2 separate regions of the Gossypium hirsutum genome follow, and region 1 is linked to region 2. Evidence: chromatin contacts called from public Hi-C data. All regions are on one chromosome and are shown on one strand. The core of a region is the stretch at or near the end of the contact, and the rest is flanking DNA. Distances in the headings are between cores, read along the strand shown.

Region 1 (4,687 bases), core at 1,898-4,397, 460 kb after region 2:
ATTTAGCTTACCCGTGTACTAGTTTGAAAAACTATTAAAGTTTTCAAAAGTTTACATTGTTGATTTATTGAAGCTTTTGGTACTAAATTGCTAGAATTTAAGCTTAGAGATGAAAAAGAACTAATTTTTAAAGTGAAAGTTGTTAGTTTTGAACATAGAGATTACAGTGTAAAGAATTCAAAAATTGATGTTAAATTCTTTAATTATAGATATTAGAAGGCTGTAGAAGGATAAAATTGAGATCGTTTTGAAATCGAAGCTCAAGTTTGAAAGTTATAACAATTTTTGTTTTAGGGACTAAATTGAATAAAATACAAAACTTTAGGAAACATTATGAAATTGAACTATCATATGCATAAAGTAGAATGTTATAAAGTATTTCAAATTAATAATTGAAATGAATTATTATAGATCGAGATTTGAATCCACCAGAGGAAAATTGAGGAAAAAGCAAAATTGCGAAATAGTCCTCAACATTTTATTTGTTTTTTTGTTAGGTAAGTTCATATGGTGTAGTTATATGTAGTTGTAATGTATATATGTTTGAATTACAAAATTTTTTTTGTGTGTAATTGTAATTTTAATTATTTACAATTTGGTACAAAAAGGTGATATATAGATTAAATTGTAAAGAAATGGTTGTGTGTTAAATGTGCCAGAGTGAAAATATTAAAGGATAGGATACGATTGGCATGCCAATAGGGTTATTTGCACACTTGTATGAGTTTAGCACTTCTGTATTATCTACTTAGCACTTCAATGTTCTTTGTTTAGCACTTCAGTACTCTCTGCTTAGCACTTCAGTGCTTCCAGGTGTGGTGTAGTTACCCGTGGATCCAAAATGCTTACCTAGTTGATTTCCATTTTTGTAGATTGTCGATTTGTGAAAACTCGTCAGTTGGATTAGCTCGAAAATCACACTATTCCTCTATCGACTCGATAGACTTTTACTCATTTTAAGCACAATATTGTGGCATGTGTTTAGGTGCTTATATATGTAATAACTTGGGAATGGATGTTGAAACATTGTTTGATGTCTGAATTTGGAAAGCTAATGTCTATATATTCATAAATGTGTGTTTTGGCAATATGATAGGCTATATATGTGTGTCTTATTAAATGGAAAATTTTGGATGTATAATGGTATGATTTGATCACGAAAATGGTATGGTTAATGTTGTTTGAATGGTTGAAAGCATGATAGATAAGTTGGTACTTTTGCTAAGTTGTTTGAGATTCTTTTTTTGTACCAAATTAAGGCAAGATGATTTGATTGATTTTGTCATAGATTAAATGATGAAATGGAATGCATTTCGGAGTGTTTTATGCAGGTTTTTATGTGTCCTTTAAGGCACCTATTGAATACTTTCTAGTTTGAGCAAGAAATGGGCACCAAAATGAACGTTTTTGACACATTGGCTTTAAAGTATCGATACCCTAGTAAAGGTATCGATTCTTAGCAATTTTCAATCAGTTTTCAAACAAACAAAATGTCAAAACAATGTCGATACTGGACTAAAGTATCAAAACTCGACATCAAGGTACCGATACTTTACACGAGTATCAAAACACTAGTATTTTGATAAGCTTTTACAAAATAAATAGAATCATAAAACGGTATCAATACTAGAATATGATATCAATACTTGTTGATTTGAGGATGAATTTTCCAAACACCGAAATTAAATTTGGTATCGATGCCTTTTAGAGGTATCGTTACCTATTCTAAAATTTTGAAAATTTTCAATTTGGCCCTATTTCATGTTCAAACTAACAATTAAGTTTTCGTATGTGTGATTGAGTCTCGGTAAAGTCTCTTTATCATATAATGACTATAATTATGAAATATTTGTATGTTTAAATGGTTTATTTTCAATGTTTTCGTCAGTAGTTGCTCCGGAAATGATTGTAACATTCTATAACTCATACTCGACGATCAGGTAGGACGAGGGGTGTTACAATTAGAGTGTTGTCACTTCATCCTTTCGCAACATTGTCCATGTGTTTGACTCCATGATAAAATAAAAAAACAACAACAATAAACAAAACAACCCAATTTTCAATAAATTCCCGATTCAATTTTATGACAATAAAAAGTACTCACTACGTTAAGTAAACCCAAATATAATTCTAATTGCTTCAATTCTTTTTTAAACTTTTATTTGCTTCATCAACGGTGATCAGCTCAAGCTAACAAAAAATCAGTTGATTATCATAGAGAGATATTATGTTCTCTACCATTTGAAGTATAAGGAAAGCAATGTATTTCTAATTATCTTATTTAATAATAAGAATTTAAAAAAAAATGTCTTTGTGATTATTTCTAATTTACATATTGTGAATTGAATTATTTAAAAAAGGATAAATTAAAATAATTTGTAAATATTAAAAGTTAAATTTATTATATACTAAATTTAAAAGTTGTCATGTAATCTTTCTGTTAATCGTTTAATAATTTGTGACAAAAAAATTTAAATGAGATTTTGTAAGTTTTGAATGGGGAAATCAAACTTTATTTTATCCTAAATTATATTCTCTTGGTCTAACTAAATTTATTGCATTTTGAAGTGATAGAATTACTAAGTTGCAATAGATAAAACAATGGAGTCACTGACTCTGGAATCACACGTTATTCTATCTTTGAAAATCGAAAGTAACCCCCCAACCAACAAATTAATAAAGAAAAAATGGAAGTAAAACTGCCCATCTTCTTCATGGCAAATAGCGAAGCAAGAGGTAGGTATAAAAATCCGAAATGGCTTCCCGAACTGTTGGCCAAGTCCCCCACAAAGGACAATCCATCTACCAACTGATCACGCGCAGTGCACGTGAACCCTGCAAAAACCCATATCAAGCCAAATGAGTTAAGGTCCCCACCTTCTACATGACTGATAAAAAACCTGCAATCCTGCATGCAAAAAACAGCTTTGAAAAGTAGTCATCCCCGCACCGGCTTCCTCCATTAACACTGGCCCGAGCTTTGGCACTGCATGCCAGTTGGTAGTGTAGCCTTAATTAGAGCTGCCTGGTTTTTGTAGTTGCATTCAAAGCTGAGGGGTCCCACTTTCGTCTTTCCTCTCCCCTTCACAATGCATCTCGCTGAAGAAGAGGGTTGGCCCCAACTGTAATTAAAGATGAAAAGGACGTGTTTGAGGGGTCCCTGCAAAGCTGGAGAATGGGGAGCCAAGGGATTTGCTGCACTCCTTCCATGAAGCAATATGCAAGTGAAACGTTGTTTTCAACTCTTTGTCCATACACTTAACCACAAAGGAAAACAACTCCAACTCCAACTTCATTTTATAATCTTTTTATATATAACATAATATTTATTATTCTCAAATGACCGCTTTGTTTTCTAAAAAGAGAAAATCAAACTCCATTTCCATTTGAGTTTGATGAATAGTGTTTGACTTGTGAGAGGATTCTTTTTAAATAATAATAATATTAGTGGGTATAATCTTGGCAGATTCTCTCCATCATTTTCCTTTCTGTTTGTCTGATAATAAAATTATTTGAAGTGCCCAGGCAGCTCTCCTTTTTTAAGGGTTTCCCCTTCAACAAATAAGATATTCGCTACTTTATTATCCCTTTTTGTCCATAAAATTCAGATAATTAAATATTGCACATGGGCTGATGCAATGGAACATTGGATCTTTTTATATGATTAGGGATATCTAAAATCACTTTTTCAAACAATCATACAATAATCAATAAATGATAGGACTTTGGGGGGGGTGTTGAATCATTACATGCACTTCCTTTTAACAACCCAACAAAAAATAATGTTATTTTTTATTTTTATAATTAAAGGTCTTGAGAATAGTGGTTCAAATTTTCTTTTTTCTTGAAATCTAATATTCAAACCTTATTATTGTGTTCCGAGTGGTTTTTTTTTTAAAACAAACTTTCCTTTTTCTTTTAATTATTGAATTAGGCTGTTTTGTAAAAAACTTACGGGGCTAGGTCGAAATAATGAAAATATTTCCAATTAGAAGCATTTTTAACGAATTTGTAGGAAAGTATTTTCAGTGTATTGATAGAAAAATACTTCGAACTAGAAGCACTTTCTGCTCCCAGTATCTTTTTTAGAAATATTTTGGTGCCATCTCTTGTGAAAATAAAACTTATAAAACAAGTATTTATATAGACTTTAAGTCTCATTTTTCTTGTTTTCTTAAACGACATGGGATATAGGTCTATATAGACTCAATCCATTTGCAGTTTGTTCCTAAACAATATGGGATTTCTCACTTTTTTAACTAACAACATAAATAAAATTAAAGGCTACACTTAATTCTTAAAAACTAAAGACAAAACTTTGTACAATATTAAACTCTAACAAATTATTTTGTCATTTTTAAATGCTATCCTTTTGCTTGAGATTATTCAGATTATAAATTGAGGTTAGTCATTAGAAAACTAATTATTATCTTTAAATTATTTTTGGGTAATTTGGGTAAATCATTTTTTTATTTTTTATTTTCTTTCATTTTTTATCATGAAAATTTTATACATTTGTATCGCATTTGTGTTATTTTTTATTTTATAATCATGTATTAATTTATATTTAAAAATATTATTTACACTTGAAAATTTTCTATTTTTTAACAAATAAGAAAAAAATAAAAATATTCTCATAATAAAATATTTTTTTGTAAATATGTAAAATTATTTAAGTAATTTTCTT
Region 2 (5,257 bases), core at 2,657-5,156:
AGGTTCTGAGATAGCAAAACAATTACCACCCATGGCAACGGTCTCTGATTCACCAGAAGATAGTCCAAACCCTAATCCACCACCATCGCCGCCCAGCGATTTCCCTTCTAAAAGCGAATCGAATGCTCCCGAACAAGTCACTCCATGGATCGATTCCGCTGTGGAGCAAGCTCTTCTATACCAGAAGATCATCGAACAGAACGTTAACGACGCTATCAAAGCTTCTAGATCTCGACTTTCAGAAATTCGCTCCACCTCCTCAGCTCATTTTAATCTAACCATTGTACGCTTCTCTCTTTCTCTCTTTTTAGCCGAGAATTAGGAGAAGGGGAAATTTTATTTATTTTATTATATACTTTTAAATTGCTAGGAGTCACTTAAAGATGTCAAATCACAACTTGATGTCTACGAGGATTTGGCATTCGGCAAAGTTAAAGGTCTGTTCCGTCAACCCATTCAATCCATGCACGCTCTGCTTGTAACTTGGAGAATTAATTTTCGGTTTTGAGGTTTCACATTTTTGTTGCAGAGGGGATTAATATTGCAGCTTCGAATCCATTGATCACCGTCGGTGCTGCTGTTGGCTTGGGATTCCTGGTACTTAAAAGTATGGTTCCTAGGTTGTTTATGCAACAATGGGCATCAATTAAAACCGTCTCTATCCTTTTTGTATATGATGAAAATGATGCTACCATGTAATTGTACGAGCAAATGTATATGCATAACTCGCTATTCATTGAAACTAGCTCTTTCTATGTTCTGCTGGTGTTTGTCATGACCAAATTTAATGATTAGTTTAAGTGTTTTAGAATTGTTAAGGGGTCTTGATAAAGTTGTTCCTTAGAGAACTTGCAGGTTTACGATTCCCAGCCTTGCAAGTGCTAAGTTTGCTTAATTCCTTAAATGACATATTAAGCAATTCTCTTCATCTTCTTACTTCTAGTTGTTGCAATGTCCAGGGCCAAGACATTTACTGTATTACAAGACTTTGCGTCTTTTTCAGAGCGAAGAGGTGAGTCAAATATCGTTAGCCTTATATGTTATGATTTATGGAGTCCCCTTTTTGTCCTTTTTGTTGGTGGGTTTATTTAGCTAATAAATACATATACTCAATTTGGATTCTGGAAGACCCACTACTTATTCTCATTTTGGATTTTAGAAAAGGACATGAATGAGATTTCTAATTACATGCAAAAAGTTACCCTCCCAGGACATTGGAATGTTAGGTCTCTATAAATTCCAATTTCTCAAAGAGTGAAATCCATATCTACTTGCAACAGAATCTTGAATTCCATTTTCTTCCTGAAAGTTCAAATCTGTTAACCTACTCACAATCATACGCATTTTTTATGGTAAAAGTATGGAAACAAATGGCTATCCCAAATTTGTATCAACTCAAAGGATTATTTGAGTTTGCAGCATAGAAGGTAGTAGAATTTTGATATGTCAAGGGAAAGTTGAAACAGCCTGTTGTAGTAATGTTGGAGGAGCTTTTTCTAGCTTCTTATTCGATATTGCTTGAATGAATGCCTCCCAAATAGTTTTTTGGATCTTCTATTTCGTTTTTGCACATCATGGTCCATGCAGTGATATATTTATCAGTTTTTACCGTTTACGACACAATCACTCAGTTCAGGAAGCATCTTTCTGAATTTATTAGATTATTTTGAACCAAAAAAAGAAAGCTCATTATAGTGAGCAACACCCATTAAACATCTTATCAGTTTAAAGCCACTATCATTTATGTCCTACTATTTCTTGTTGCAGTCCTTGATTTCCAGAGCTGATATTAGAGTAAAGGAACTGAGACAATCAATTGACCGCCTTAAGGCTGAAAGTGAGAAGTTAGAGGTAACATTTTCCCCATTAGATTTAACTGATGAAAACTATTGACAAGCATTCTATTATCATGTGCCTATGTTGTTTCATGTTTTTATTATTTTGGACATCTGTTCTATGTAATGTGTCTAGCCACTGGTTTATAGTTCAGCATATCTACTCAGTCTTCTAGTGTTGTTTTATAGGCTATTCTTGGTGATGTAAAATTTAGGTTTTCTATTTTATTTTCCCTGATATCTCTACGAATCAGAAAATTAGGATTTTGAACCAAGAAGCAAAAATTATCTTCCTCTGGTGTGTGCTGGTTTTTCAATAGCAGGATTTTTTCTGCTTATTGGATTGTTAAATACACTTATCCTAAAAAGTGCATAGTTTATGCATGAAAGTTCATCAGTGGTGGAGAACTTATACTCTTGGTTTCGGCTGATTCTAGAATTCTTCTGTGTTAAACACATAAGTTATAGCTTTTCTTTCTTTTTTTAATAATAATCTAAAGGTAAGAATGAAATGTTGATGACAATAGAGAATTCACTGTTTCCTAAGGTATACTTGAGCTGTTTTAATTAGAGTGCTTTGGGTTGTGTGTTCAATGGGAATTGGTAATCCCCGGGAATTGAAAAGTATCTAAATTGCTGAAATGACTTTTCAAACAGCTTTTATCCAACAAACTGTTCATGCGGTGATGTATATATCCACTTCAAAAGTTTCTTGTTCTTAATATACATCCTGGAATTACATTGACTTCTAGTTCCTATTTGATGAAACTTTAATGTACATTAGAATATCATTAGAAAATGTGTATTGCACAAATTATAGTGGATCATTTCCCTAGATCAACTTAAGCCCTTTAATCAAGCATCTATGAAATATATTTCATAAATTTATGCTTCCAGCGAAGTGCATCAGTAGCCGAAGACGAGCTGATCCGTGGCCGGACAAAACTCAGGTTTGTAATTTCAAATGAAGTACAGTGTAATGTTAACTTCTGCCTCTTGAGGCTAATTATTGCCATTGGACATATTCAATTTTGTTTCAGGCAAGCAGGCAAGCAGATCCGAAGTGTAATTCAGTCAGCTTATAAGATTGAAAGACAAGCAGCAGGTATTCAAGTACTCTCTCTCAATTAGGTTCATTGAATTATTTTCAGCATTTGTAAGGCTGAGAAAACTTCCTTATATTATGTCGCATCAGGACTAAAAGATACCCTTGGAGAACTTCCAAGCAGAGAGGCATCTCGGTTTCGATCGCAGGTATGTTCTTCGAATATTATGAATGGACTTGTTTTTTGAATATATATAAGTATATTGATTGTCATATAATGAAATGCATAGACCATAAACCTGGATGACTGCTGCTGTTTTCCTTGGAAGCATTGCTTATATGGAATAATTGATTTGCAGGTTTCCAGCCTTGCGTCTCAGGCAAAGCGAGAACGGAATGTTTTGACAAAGGAGGTTTCAAAAATTAGTAATCATGGAATTGCAGTTTGAGGCATCTCTTGTCCCTGCTATTTTGTTAAGTTCACATGTCACTGTTTTCATCACTAACACGATGTTTTGAGTGGATACATTTTGGGTGGAGGTTCTATCATTATATTCAAATTTTAATTGGAGCCTGATGTTTACACGTCGGGGAACATGTATAAAATAAACGAACTTCCTACATGAATTTTAGTATTCCATTTTTAAGGCCCTGGTTTCTGAACTTAGAAGGTCTCAAGGTTTGGTTTCAAGGCCTCATAGTTTGGTCCAATCTATGGAAATAGAATTGTAGTAATCCAGCACGAATAATTCATTAAACCTATGTCTGGGTTGTGAGAAAAATAAATTATAAATCACAAAGGGTAGCAAGTGATATATTATAGTTCTTTCAATTTTATCTTTTTCAAAAATAAATTTGAATTAAGTGTGTTGATTTTCATATGGTTATATTATTATTATTATTTAAAAATAAGTTAAGTATTTGGTATACTTGTAGTCTATTTTTGTAACTGTAAAATTGATAATTAAGATGAATATTAAATCTTAAATCAGCAGGAATACTTGATTAAAGAGAAGAAGGAAAAACACAACATTGTGTATTCAGCAAGTTTCGCGGCAAATCTTTTAATTAGCAAAATTTCACCATCGGCTCAAGTATGAGCTTCTCTTTGTAAAATGTTAAAACAGACAGATAAGTTCTAAGCTCACATGCTTTAGAAATTGGGATCAATCATTTTATAATGTTCGTTATTAAAATTTGAAAGGTGAAAGCAGGCAAGGACACAGAGCTATGAAGCCATTGTTAGCATGAAGCCGCCATGCCATCCTAGAACAATGTCAGGCAGGAGACAAGCAAGCAAGAAATCGGAAACAGTCCCTTCAATCCACGTATAGTATTCCTTGGCTACTGGTGTCGATCCCTACCAATCATAAACAGCTATTTTGGGTTGGCCCAGAAAATTGAAATTGGGATATTGGACGCCATTGATTACAGTTTTATCCCCCAAAGTCCCACTGTGTTTGAACCACAGATTTCAATTTTTTTTTTTTAATCAGTTGGTGCTGGCGCGAAGAAATAGAGAAACCCAAGCACCATGTCACTCGCGGCTCTCACTCTATCGTCTCCTCTTACTGTCTCCACTACCACCAAACAAAAACCACGGCCTCCTCACTATCCTAGACCTAAAATCACATGCTCCTCCCTCACCACCCAATCAGCCAAACAACACCTCCTCAATCTCATCTCCGACCAGGAGCGGGGTCTCAAAACCCAAAACGACACTAACAAACGCGATTCAATAATCAAAGCCATTGATGCCATGGCCGTTCTGGGCCGCAATACTGTCACCACAGGCGACTCCCTATCCGCCACGTGGCGGCTTCTATGGACTACGGAGAAAGAGCAGCTCTTCATTATAGAGAAAGCTTACCTCTTCGGTACTCAAGCCGGCGACGTTTTGCAGGTCATAGATGTCGACAACAAGACCCTCAATAACGTTATTACCTTTCCACCCGACGGAGTTTTCTTCGTTCGGTCCAGCATTGAAATTGCGTCGTCTCAGAGAGTGAATTTCAAGTAATTACTTCTTCTTCAGCAAAACCTACTTTTCCTTCTTTTCCTCTCGCTTAACGACTGAATAAAATTGTATTTTGAATTTCTAGGTTTACGAGTGCGGTTCTCAGGGGAAAAAACTGGGAGTTCCCGTTGCCTCCATTTGGGCAGGGTTGGTGAGCACTTGTATCTTTTTTATATATATTATTGACTGTAATAATTCTCATTTATTTTGCAGTAATACATAATTTTAGGTCTTGATTTACATTAGGAACTCTGGGTTCCAAGCTTAGCATTTGACAATAAGGTCCACTCCTCCTTGATGCCTTTTCTTAAGTTGCAATTCTATAAAAACATGTTTAATACTGATAGTAAATATTTCCTT

Evidence for each region. Hi-C and Micro-C count contacts between places; a contact is called where the count stands out from the background.
Region 1: a contact with region 2 is called in a Hi-C map of leaf, with 1.8 times the contacts expected there. The contact joins the enhancer-like site here to the promoter of LOC107952163 in region 2. A contact is called at or near these places in 2 of 34 Hi-C or Micro-C datasets (both in leaf).

What each region holds. Positions count from the first base shown.
Region 1 is chrA07:37,305,169-37,309,855 of Gossypium_hirsutum_v2.1, forward strand. No RefSeq gene overlaps it. Among protein-coding and RNA genes, the nearest start is that of LOC121204232, 19 kb to the left of the region's middle. Within about 2 kb of position 3,148, at least 5 of the 9 cell types and tissues checked have an H3K27ac peak or open chromatin away from gene starts, as enhancers often do. A contact at or near this core is called in leaf, where this site is marked.
Region 2 is chrA07:36,840,983-36,846,239 of Gossypium_hirsutum_v2.1, forward strand. It overlaps LOC107952163 (probable plastid-lipid-associated protein 11, chloroplastic), which reads left to right and starts at 3,907. Exons shown (of 5, transcript XR_005930053.1): 1 at 3,907-4,896; 2 at 4,983-5,048. It overlaps LOC107952162, which reads left to right. Exons shown (of 9, transcript XM_016887443.2): 1 at 1-283; 2 at 371-437; 3 at 530-607; 4 at 960-1,012; 5 at 1,768-1,851; 6 at 2,733-2,785; 7 at 2,876-2,940; 8 at 3,031-3,089; 9 at 3,240-3,503. The coding sequence starts at 32. The coding sequence ends at 3,329.